2 separate regions of the Zea mays genome follow, and region 1 is linked to region 2. A link is a contact called in public Hi-C data. All regions are on one chromosome and are shown on one strand. The core of a region is the stretch at or near the end of the contact, and the rest is flanking DNA. Distances in the headings are between cores, read along the strand shown. Region 1 holds the start of LOC103650693 (BTB/POZ domain-containing protein FBL11). Region 2 holds the start of LOC100216924.

Region 1 (5,864 bases), core at 1,221-3,720, 680 kb after region 2:
TCTCTATGTAGCATCGATCCTAAATACCGAAATGTATCCTTCCTAGACACCGCTTGACCTTCCAAATTAACATCTCATGCCTCATGTGTAGTAGTGGTGCTGAAGTCACATCTCATATATTAGGTTTTAGTTCTATTACTTCCTATTACACCATGCTGAAATTTAGCTAAAGTAAATGCTATGAACCTAGACACTAGCATGCACCTAGACACAAGATTATTTCCAACAAACTTCACCTATTTCCCAGCATTTGATCTCAGATTAAAGTACATGAAGTAGTTGCATTAGGTTTCGCTGACTAAAGGTAGCAGTATAATATTTTGCAAAGCAACAAGAAAACAAAACATAACATAAAGGTCAATAATTCATTCTAGACTGCTTAAATGTATCATGGCAATATTAGTAAAACACGAGTGAATAACCTTTGAATATTCTGTTATTCGAATGCAATATCGATCCAAGTTACCATCATCAACAGCATCCAATAAAGTTTTCAAACTGTCTTTGAGAAGATCAAGAATAGTGCATATGATCTTGTTTCCAAAGTCAAACCAATGCCTCATTGTCCCTAATAAAAATAGAATCTTCCACTGTATTACTAATACATGACAAGAAATTGTGGAAGATATGTAGTGTAAAAGAAGGAACAAACAAGGGAAATGTCTGTTATAACTTTAAATTTATAGATCAAGGAGCTGTACCTGCCGCAAATCCTAATGGTAAAAGGCATATCTTCACCTGCTGAAACAGTTCAAATGAAAAGATATGCATAAGTCAAGACATCCAGAGGCTTGATGAACTAATATAGTACAACAGATAGTAAAGATGGCAAAATAGACTTGACACTAAATACTACCCACACATTTTGAGGAATGCCGTACCTTGCTAAGAATGAAGAGGTGGCCATCTACTGAGTTGGGGTTTGATTGTTCACAGGCTTTCATATTTTCTGAAACCCAATACAAAATTGCTTCACACAATTGTTTTTCACTGGACAAAAGGCAGCAAATTATTTTAGCTTCAGAGAAGGGAATCATATTATAGAATAACACTGAGAGAAGATACAACAAACCTATCCACTGTCAGATGTGGACATTTGATCGCTGAACATAGCAAATCATAAGGTATTTTATTAAATGACCTTCCTGAGATAGCATGTGCCTGCATGGTCCACAGAACGGCAGTGGTACAGAAAGCATGTTGCATAATACATGAGCATATCAGAAAGGAACCAAACATCGCCAGGAAATATATTTCTCAAAGAATATGCACATAATGCAGTAATTGTACCTACAAAATTCTGAGCTAGAAATTTTTGGCAAATGTCTTGAACAAAAGTAACACCTGCAAACATATCCAAAGCCAGAAAAAAAACCTTAAAGAATTGATTAGATTTTGTTCAAAATGGAAAATATTACCTGGAAATGTCAGAACACTATAGCAAAAGAACTCACCATGCTCTTCAGCAAAGTACCAGACTTCAATTATGAAATCTAATGGAACTGACATGGCAGAAGTTTGAGAGGCTATGGTGCCGAACCATCTTTGACACTCCACTAGAAGGCTCTCAACAGCAAGAAACAAAGCTCCCTGGATGATAAGTGAAGTTGGAGACTTAGGGTAGCACCTGACATGAACCGAAGGCAGTAGCACTAGCCTCAAATTTAGCAATGAGTATGGCTATGGCATAAATGACCATCTTCCTCCAGCAGCTTTCTATCAGGCACAGGTTTACTAGTAACTGCTAACGATGGTACACAGTACTAATGGAATTCCTATTCCCATGGCATAGAATTTATGAAACATAATAAAAAAAGATAATCTAGAAGGGTGTTGTCTTGTGTTATCAACCAAGAGAAGCACAACTTTAGACTTTCAGGACTGTGGGTACCTCCAACAGGGGGAGGAAATTGTTGTGCGTGATGTTAAAGCTCTCGGAAGGCTCAAAAAGGTAGCGCAGCACTTGCACAGCAGCCTCCAAATTGCAGCCCACACGCACATGCTCTCTGCCGGATTCACTGCATCCACACACAGCGCCGATGAGATACCTGCCCAGTCGCCACTAACTTGTAGTAGTAACTCGAGGCTTAGGTTTTCGCTGACCTGAAGCTGCCGCCGAGGAGCGCGCGGAAGTAGGAGGAGCTCTCGATTAGCCTGCCCACGAGGTAGGATTCGATTACCAGAGCGCAGGAATCAGCTAGGGGGTAGGTTGAGATGGGAGAGTGGTCGCTTGCCTGTGCCGGTCGACGCGAACGGCAACGGTTGGGGATGGGAGCGGGTCGAAGCGCGCGAGGTCGGAGATGGACAGCGGCGGGGGAGAAGGTGAGGATGGAGCACGGGCGGCGGCGGCGGTGGCGGAGGATGATGTGTCGGTGATCTCTAGAACCAGCGCGTCGGCGGGGAAGGCCATGGCCGCGCGTGGTGCTTGGTTTGGTTACTCTGTCAAGGACGAGAGATGGACTGTTTCCGGAAGCTAAAAAAAACTGTTTTCTCTTGTTGTGACTTCGTGAGATGGGCCTCCGGATCGAGTTAGACGAGCCACAGGCCCAACTCCACACTGCCAAGGCCCACCAAGAAACTAAAATTGTTTGTTTCCATTTTTGTTTTGCTTGTGAGTTGTGATGATGAGAGTCCCAAAATTGTTAAGCACTCGATTACATTTTATCTTGTGCTCAGTTTCTTAATTCCACGAACTATCAAGTGAAGCTCGATCGATTACTTAAACATCCATGCATTGTAAAATAAAATCAGGAGTATTTAATTAATTAATTAGGAGTATACATGCATGCATATGTATTTATAAGCCTTATTTGTTGAATATATAATATATAATTTCAATGGGTTTATTGCTGCTTCTTCATTCACTAGCTAGTGTAGAAGACACACAACGATGGATGGATCGATATCCTCCGAGATGGTAATGGAATGGTACGGTGAAGTCGTCGATCGCGCGTACGACGTGTCCTTTGTTATTCATTCCATGTCGTCGTCGTCGGTGAGCATGGCAATATTAGCGGCGGTGCCTTGCTGGTGTCGGCGTCCGCCAAAGCGTGCGACGGCGCAGTCGGTGGAGAAGAGGTCGGAGGAGAGGTAGTCCGGCGCGCCTCCCATGACGGGCATGTTGGATGTGACGTTGAGGCTGTTGACGTAGTCCGGGCGGTAGGTCTGGCCCAGCACGCCGTGCACGTCGTCGGTGAGGTCGTAGAACTTGAAGCCGAGGTCGAGGTGCGCGAGGGTGTCGCCGTCGTCCTCCCTGACGCCGTAGTTGTGGATCCGCGAGTCCTCGGCGGTGATGGGCACTACGCTGGCGACGATGCGGAAGGCGCCCCTGAGCTCGACGACGACGGTGTTGACGCGCGCGGTGCGGGTGACGGACAGCGCCGGCGCCGTGGGCGGGGACCAGCGCGCGCCGACGAAGCGCGGCAGCAGGGACGCGACGTCGACGTCCTCGTCGTCGAGGGCCAGCGCCAGGTGGTCGGCGGCGGCGTCCCACCTGGGCGTCCTCTGGGCGGCGACGTAGAGGTGGTGGTGCGCGAAGCGGATGCCCAGCGCCTGGATCCAGGTGAAGTCGCGGCTCATGGCCGGGTTGCGCTTGCCGATGAAGTGCGCGTTGATGTGGAGGGCGGCGTCGGAGACGATGCAGAAGTCCCGGTCCTTCTTGCCGTGGAAGTAGAAGTTGTTGCCGTCGGCGCCCGTGAAGCGTGGGTCGCCGCAGGACACGCCGGGATAGAAGTCGCACACTGCATGTGCATATATATCAAATTATTAAGATGGAAAGGAACCAAATTAATTGTTAAGATGGACGAAATGAAATACTCCGATCCGTACGTACAGCAGAATGTCTTGCAGCTTGGGCACTGGATGAGGCACTTGTGAGGGCAGCGTGCGTTGCAGGTGGCGCTGCAGGTGGTCTTGTTGCTCTTGATGTTGGTGCACTTGAGAGTCGTGCTGCGATCGTTGGAGCCCACCTTCAGGTTCGGGATGTCCGGCACCGCCTGCTGAGAAGATGCGGGTTGCAACAACGCCGCCGCCGCCGCCATGACGACGATGCACACCAAGCAGAAGCTCATACTGCTTCTGTGACTGTGAGCCATTGTAGACTGCTCTGGCTTAATTGGTGTCTTGATCGCAGCCAAAGCTGGAGGTAGCTTATATATATAATGCATGCATGTCCCTAGCCTGCATCTTCAGTTGACATTTACACATCGCGGCCGGCTGGGGATGGATGGATTGGCCCTTGAGTCCCGGATCAGCAAATGCATGCTCTTCCATTCAGATCTCTTGTTTGTAAGCAACCTGCACGTAGTACGTCGTACGTACTAGCTGTTGCATGCATGCATGTCCATCCATCGCCGGACCAACCATATCATGCAAGAAGGTCAACGCCACGGCCAAGATTAATATTAGATCGATGATGTGCGATTGCATTAAAAGCAATGCCTACTTTCTATAGCAAGCTGCTAGCTAGCTGCTCCTTGAGCAGCAAGGAAAGCGTCCAACCCCAACTTGCTCTCCCATCCCCATCCCATGCATGCATGTTAGTTAGCCGGATAGCATGCATCATACTATCGAGTATCGACCACGTACAATTGATATAATTCGAAGCAAGCAAAGAATATAAAAAAAAGTGAGTTTTTTTTATGTTGAAAATTAATAACAACAAACAAGTTTCACTTACCAAAAAAAGTGAGTTGTTTCGCTATGGAGATCGAGGCAAATTGATAAAGGATCATACATGACAATTAATATTCACTTTATCTTTGGATGTGGAATGTGACCACCTTTAAATTTTTTTCCCTTCTAGTATTGGGTATTCCAATATAATGAATCACAAAAGGGGGTTCAGTAATGACCATTTCTTGTGGGAAAAAAGTTTACTAGCTCGAAAGGAAAGAAGGCGTGTTTTTTTTTTGTCTTGTCTTGTGCTAGAGAGCTAGCTAGTCTTGGGCTTTTTTATCAGAATTGAAGATGGCTCGGCTCTACAGCTTTAGCATGGAGTAGCTCTACAGTTTTCTAGATTTCGGAGCAGCAAAGATGCACTACAAAAAAATTATATTGCAATTCCTGAAATTCCTTGGAGAGTTAGGTTGTTTGGCTAGCTTTGATCATCTCTTCTTTGGAGTTTTATTTTGGAGCCATATCAAACACCTGCTAGACCTTATCATCACTAGAAAAAATTGCTAAGTGACGCCGAAAGTGATGTCGTGTTGCCAGCAGACGACAAGAAAATCTAATTGCCAGTTTGTGGCAAATTTGTTAGAGGACACCATACCTAATAAAATATACATTTTTGGTTCAGTTAAAACACCATTTTTGTCTCTAATCCTTTGCCTCCCTCCCTTTCTGGCCACTCTATTTGCTCGTCCTCTTTCTCTCTCTCTCCCTGCAACCATATATCCACTAGGTACCATGTTGATAGAATCAGGGGCGAATCTAGGATCTGATCACATCCCGGACAAATCTATTTAATCTATCGAGTGGCCCGAGGCTTGTATCCGCCCCTAGATGGAATCCATGAGAATGGCACTACGAATGGTGTGCCCACCTCATGTGACGCACAAGAAGTGATGTATGAACTATACAAGTACAATGCTTGTGTGTTGCAACGACACACAACTTATTCGATAAGTTGTTAATGTACAACGATTAGATGACAATGAAACATGTATATCATCATTGCTTAATAACATTTATGCATGGCCATTGAGGTCAAATATGTACTTGTGTATACGTCCATTCGGTTGATGGTTCATGGTAAGGAACTACCACAACTACGAGGTCAGCATATATTTTTTTGCAGACCGTCCTCCAAATACCTGGAACCGACTTCCATTTATGCAGAGTCGAATCACTTCCATCATGCA
Region 2 (5,844 bases), core at 3,115-5,614:
ACGCAAAAGACAACGAACGAGCATGCATTAGCAAACGATGACTTGTCGTTATCATAAAAAAAACTTACAGCATAAAGCTGCTTGCATATTGTCACATAAATTTTATGGAATAAAGCTTTTATTTCCCTTCCGCAGTCAAAGACGCGAATATGCTGGTTTTTGTGACGCCCCATCAATTTGTGGAGGGTATATGTAAGAAGCTTGTAGGGAAGCTAACACCAGGAGCTGAGGCTATCTCCCTCATCAAGGGCATGGAGGTCAAGATGGAAGGGCCATGCATGATATCCAAGTTAATCGCGGATACACTTGGAATCAATTGCTGTGTGCTCATGGGTGCTAACATTGCAAACGAGGCAACCATTCCTTCGACTTGCTCTGCAGAGTTTAGTTTCATGTAGTCTTCATTCGTAAGCAAAAATAATAGATGGTTACATGTATATATTTTTCTAGTGCAGATTGCTGTCGAAGAGTTCAGTGAAGCAACAATTGGGTATAGGAAAGATAAGGAAGTGGCAAATCGATGGGCTAAACTTTTTACCACACCCTACTTCCTAGTTTCTGTCGTAAGTTCTTCTACTCTATTCTCATAAATAAATGTAGCAGAGAACATACACGTTATGTTTCGGAACATGAAAAGCATCATCTTAGGAAATGCTGAATTCCTTTCATAAAAGAATTATGTACGGGTACATAGGTACCAATGAACGTCATGCTTAACACCTCATATAAAACAAATAGTATTAGAAGCATAGAAGATAATCTATCAGTTATAAAATGAGCGTTGAATTATCGATGCATCTTGTCCTCCCTATGCAGGCAGAAGATATTGAAGGAGTAGAGCTGTGTGGAACTCTGAAAAATATCGTGGCTATTGCAGCAGGTTTTTAATGGATCAAGTGTTTCGTGTGTTTACATCCATTCTTTTGCTTTAAACATATTAATGGCTCATGTGGCAGAATTGTCTTGCTTGTAGGCCTTGTGGATGGCTTGGATATGGGAAACAATACAAAGGTTGCAATTCAAGACATTTCGAATAAAAGACATGGTTTTGATGGCACCGTGTGATCTTATGGCCTCTTTTCTTTCATTTTTTTTTTGGTTAGGCTGCAATAATGAGGATTGGTTTGCGAGAAATGCGTGCTTTCTCTAAGCTTCTGTTCCCTTCAGTCAGAGACAACACGTTCTTCGAGAGCTGTGGTGTCGCCGACCTAATAACCACGTGCCGTACGTATCTTCACCATTGCCAATTAACCATCCAACAGATGGATACTGAAAAGTGAGTGCTCCATGACAGTTGGTGGGAGGAACAGAAGAGTGGCTGAGGCCTTTGCACGAAATGGTGGCAAAAGGTTTGTTTTGCTTTAAACTACACGAAATGGTGGCTGCGGTTGCATAGTGATACCATCTTATATTGCTGATACAGGTCTTTTGATGAACTGGAGGCAGAGATGTTGCGTGGCCAAAAACTCCAGGTAAAGCAAATATATATGATGCCATGCAATGCATAGAGAAATACTCTGCTGGGTGCATCTGATCTCTTTAATTTTACAGGGAGTGTCCACAGCAAGGGAAGTCTATGAAGTGTTGACTTATCGAGGATGGCAGGAGCTGTTTCCTCTGTTATCAACAGTGCATGAGATCTGTATTGGGCAGTTGCCTCCTACATCGATAGTTGAATACAGTGAGCACACGCCAAATCTCTCCATCATCGGTGGTCATACTCCATTCTACTGAGCTAGATACTGCTGTTTGGACTAGTGCTCCAGTATCACTTGTTATAAACTAAGAAATATGAGATATGTTGAATATCTGAATATGTTTTGCATATAAATATGATTTCAGTCATGTCACCTTATTAGGTGCATATGAATCTGTGGTCTTGTATCCAGTATTAATACTAGTTGCAAATCGGTGAATGCGGATCAGCTTATAATTTGTATTGAGGAAACAAACCCCCAAAAAACAGATCAAGAAAACTGCAGTATAAATTGTCAGCCAATTCAGACTCATCACCTGATAGCTCATCTCTAGATACTGATGGTATGCCAATGTTGTACTACCTCCGTTCCGTTCTCGATGTTTGTTTCATTTTCAAACTAAAACGTCACAAACAAACAAAAAATACAGAAACAAAAAAAGAACATATGAGTAATATAAAGTTCTGAACGCATGCAAACTTTATAGTGAATACCCTTTTGTAGTTTTGTTAAACTAATGAGGGCACTTCCAGAAAGTATATTTCCCAAACATATCCCGGTTAGAAAAGGGGACAACAGAACAAAACCACAGCGAACAACAATGAAGTTTCTGACATCCATTTCATTTTACCGATAGAAGTCTCATATAAATATAACCGTATGACAGCAAAGACTCAAGTTTCTGACATGCGACTCTGGTACAAGATGCAACCCTCGCTAACTTGGTTCAGATGACTAGGCAGATTCCGACTTGGTGTAGATCCTTACAGCAACAGCCAGGCCCAGTATTGCCAGGGGGACCAAAAACTGGAGGATCTTGATGACGAACTCCGGGGTCTTATCCTGGTTGTAGTGCGGCTGCTTGGGGGGCGTGTACTTCACCTTACTGGGTATCGTGGCCGCATCAATCTCACCGACGAGGTACTCGTCCATCATTGCACGGGCGGTGGTGCTGTGCCCCACATCTTCGAAATCATCGGTAGCATCCTTGGCTGCAAAAACACCCATAACAGTCAGAATCTGCTGAAATGACACCTTCACCAGCTTCAAACGCTTGGTATGACAAGTATTGCAGCTTTACCAGTGGAAGACAGCAGGACATCATCACCTCCAGGGTGGTCCTCCAGAAACTTGGTCACATTGTACACCTAAACACAAACAGAAAAGGGTTTCCTTATTTTTTTTCATCAAATGAAGCTTTGCTACTGCAGAAACATCATGGTGCCACTGCCATTCAGCTGAATTAGAGAATGACTAGCACAGCTTTTCTGTTCATCACATCCAATCACCACCAGTTTTTTTTTGGTAAATTAGTGGCATCCCGCATCTAGACAGGTATATATATTTTTTGTTTTGCCAGTATTCACAAAACAGGGATCTTGAGTATTACACTCCACCTAGATTGTGGATCCCAGACGAAACAAAAAAAGACGGCAACAAGAGCATTCCAGTTGTACCACAATGATATGATTTCCGGAAGCGAGGCACCAGATATTATTATAGGCTACATGACAATCTTTAAGGAGTGGGTCAGGCTCAAAGAGAGTGAGAGAGGTCACCAAAAAAAACCACCACCTAAATCAGCATGTACAGACAAATCTGGACAATGGACGGAGGTACCCAGGAGAAAGTAATAATAGGTCAGCAAGCATATGGTCAGTAAAAGGCGTATATGTTTCCTATCATTTGTGAATCAACATCCTAAGGATGGTTCTTGGAGATCCTGAGAGAGTGCGGAGATGTTCTAAAGAAGAGAGTGAGGCTGAACCATCTGAGCAGTAGATAATAACCTATAATAAGCAAGCAAAATGGTAAAGAGAAATCATGGTTGCCCCAACAACATACCACACCAGGTACGATGGATGGTCTTCAGGTGTCAGTGATGGTCTTGTGCACGCACAGCACAGGAGTGTTATCGTTGCGTTTCGTGTTTGATTTACTCATCGTGGTCTAACTAGATGTCGCAGGAAAATGAGTCGTCCAGACTAGAGGCGGCAGAAGCAGCTGAACCGGAATGAAACAGGGCGGTGAGATGAAATCGAATTCTCCACTAGGAAGATCGATGTTTTTTTTGGCACTAGCAACCAGGGGGGTGGGTTATGAACACCAGTACTAGGTTAGGTAGGTACAGTAGAAGCTATCCTATCGCTTCCATGATTTGTTGTTACTCCTAACTAGGGATTAGGGATAGGGCTGAACCGGAATCGGAATCGGAATCCAAAAAGGACAGGCAGAGTTCCCGGATCCCAAGGGAATGAATCGTTTCGTTTCAACGTTGCAGGTGACAGAGCTCGATTCCAGGCAGCTAACGAAAACGGATCTTAATGATACATCCGATGAAGGGGAAGATCGACGGTTCCCACCCCAGGACCAGGAAGGCAAGGGGAGGGAGGGATCCTTCTGAATTCCCAAAAGCCAGAGAGAGATACTGTACAGATAGAAAGGGGGGAGAAGTAACCTTGCCGCCGATGACGAGCCAGCAGTCATCCTTGGTGTTGTGCTTGGCCACCTCCTCAAGGGTGTACACCTTCGACCCCGACATCCTCCTCTTCCTCTTCCTCTGGTGACGGACGGGGTGTGGCTGCTGCGGGAGGCGGAGCCGGCTGCTGCTGCTTGCTTTGGATCGGATCCGATCCGACGGCGGCTGGAGCAAGACGAATACAAAGGCGACAGGCGAGCGAGAGAGGACAGGTATTAGTAGGTGGGGGAGCCTCGCCACGGAGGTGGGGGTAATGAAAAAGGGACCCACCAGTCATCGTCTATCTGGGTATGTAAAGAGGTCATCAGCTACCTACCCCCGCTACACTCACCCACCCGTTTCCTTTCGTCGCATCGGATCGCGTGCGCCCAGCACACGCCTGCGATGCCCGTGTGGCCACAACAGATCGGATCTGCAGCCTCTTGTACTCCTACACTACATTCATCACCGTCAAGTGGTATGAAATGCGTGCGTGAGCAACTTTTACATGTGCAGTCTCAGTCTCTTGTGCATCTCTGATTTCAACTCTAAAGTTCTATTTTCGCATTTCAACTCTAAGAGTACTCCAACTGACTCTATATTCTTACTATGAATATAATTTTTTACATAAAAAATACCTTCTAACATTGTATCTAAATGATTATTTAAATATAGCTATCTTCTATTCCAAGTTTCTCGCTAGCCAATGATATAAAACGTGAATAACTCTTTAGAGTGTAAACAACATATAGAAAAGCTGTTGGAAATTGAAAGATATAAAAATGGTTTTTATGTAAATGACTCTTCAAATAATAATTTAAAAAGTGGAATTTAGAAAGACTCTTGGAGATGCTCTAAAGTCATTTTTTTAAAAAAAACTAGGCTCTCATGCCTTTCAATTAACTGCAAGCTCAGCTAAAACACGACCAATGCTTATAAGTCTCCAAGAATTTCTGTTCTCTGTGGTCTAACCTGCATTCTTATTTCTCAAAGAATTGTTAGTGCACAAATGGTTGTCATTAATTACCAAAACATCACCAAGGGCCCTAAATGATTCATAGTGGAGGATAACCTTGCTAGCGACCTTGTCGATAAAGTGTGTGTGTGTGTGCTGAAGAGCGAGGAGGAGCGCGAGGCATCACGACGTGTTGTCAGAGCCGGTATGCTCGTGCATGTCACTCATCACCGCCAATTCCTTGAGAAGAAGCTAATGGAGTGAGCAGTCATGTCGCTTATGGACACTCCCCAAAAACGTGATTGCTGCCCTTCGCCTTAGCAAGTGAACTCTCGAGCGACACTCGTTTAGAAGGTATGCTCTCCCAATGATCGTGCGCACGAGAAACGAAATGGGAAAACTTGGCCCACAATAGAAGTAGAAGAGGACCGAGTAACAATGAAATGATGAACCTTATGTAGGCGAGACCAAAGAACCAAATGGGCATGAGAGACCAAGAGACAGGGAACTCCTATAACTCTAGGAGTTATGATCGTCGAAGATCAAGAGATGAGAAACTCTTGTAACTTTGAACATTACGATCATAAGAGATTAAGAGATCGAAAACTCCCGATAACTCCCCCTCCACTACATGTAATATTTCCCTGAGTGGTTAGACACTGTCACGCTCCACTGCACCGTGAGGGCAACTTGACTAATAGCAGAAGTAGGGGCGAACCAAGTGACAATGACAT

The links. A called contact is a pair of places that touch in the nucleus more often than the background predicts.
Region 1: a contact with region 2 is called in a Hi-C map of leaf, with 7 times the contacts expected there. The contact joins the promoter of LOC103650693 here to the promoter of LOC100216924 in region 2. A contact is called at or near these places in 5 of 25 Hi-C or Micro-C datasets (bundle sheath, ear, endosperm and 2 more).

What each region holds. Positions count from the first base shown.
Region 1 is chr3:147,409,835-147,415,698 of Zm-B73-REFERENCE-NAM-5.0, forward strand. LOC103650693 (BTB/POZ domain-containing protein FBL11) reads right to left here and starts at 2,471. Exons shown (of 19, transcript XR_564324.4): 1 at 2,235-2,471; 2 at 2,104-2,154; 3 at 1,892-2,018; 4 at 1,455-1,590; 5 at 1,295-1,344; 6 at 1,073-1,161; 7 at 882-990; 8 at 702-741; 9 at 423-568. LOC541623 (root cap protein 1) reads right to left here and starts at 4,132. Exons shown (of 2, transcript NM_001111378.2): 1 at 3,833-4,132; 2 at 2,826-3,740. The coding sequence starts at 4,094. The coding sequence ends at 2,974.
Region 2 is chr3:146,729,458-146,735,301 of Zm-B73-REFERENCE-NAM-5.0, forward strand. LOC100216924 reads right to left here and starts at 4,365. Exons shown (of 3, transcript NM_001370802.1): 1 at 4,156-4,365; 2 at 2,779-2,845; 3 at 2,281-2,689. The coding sequence starts at 4,239. The coding sequence ends at 2,433. LOC100284124 (glycerol-3-phosphate dehydrogenase) reads left to right here. Exons shown (of 11, transcript NM_001157021.2): 4 at 136-353; 5 at 456-563; 6 at 817-880; 7 at 974-1,011; 8 at 1,104-1,224; 9 at 1,295-1,349; 10 at 1,424-1,472; 11 at 1,552-1,997. The coding sequence ends at 1,734.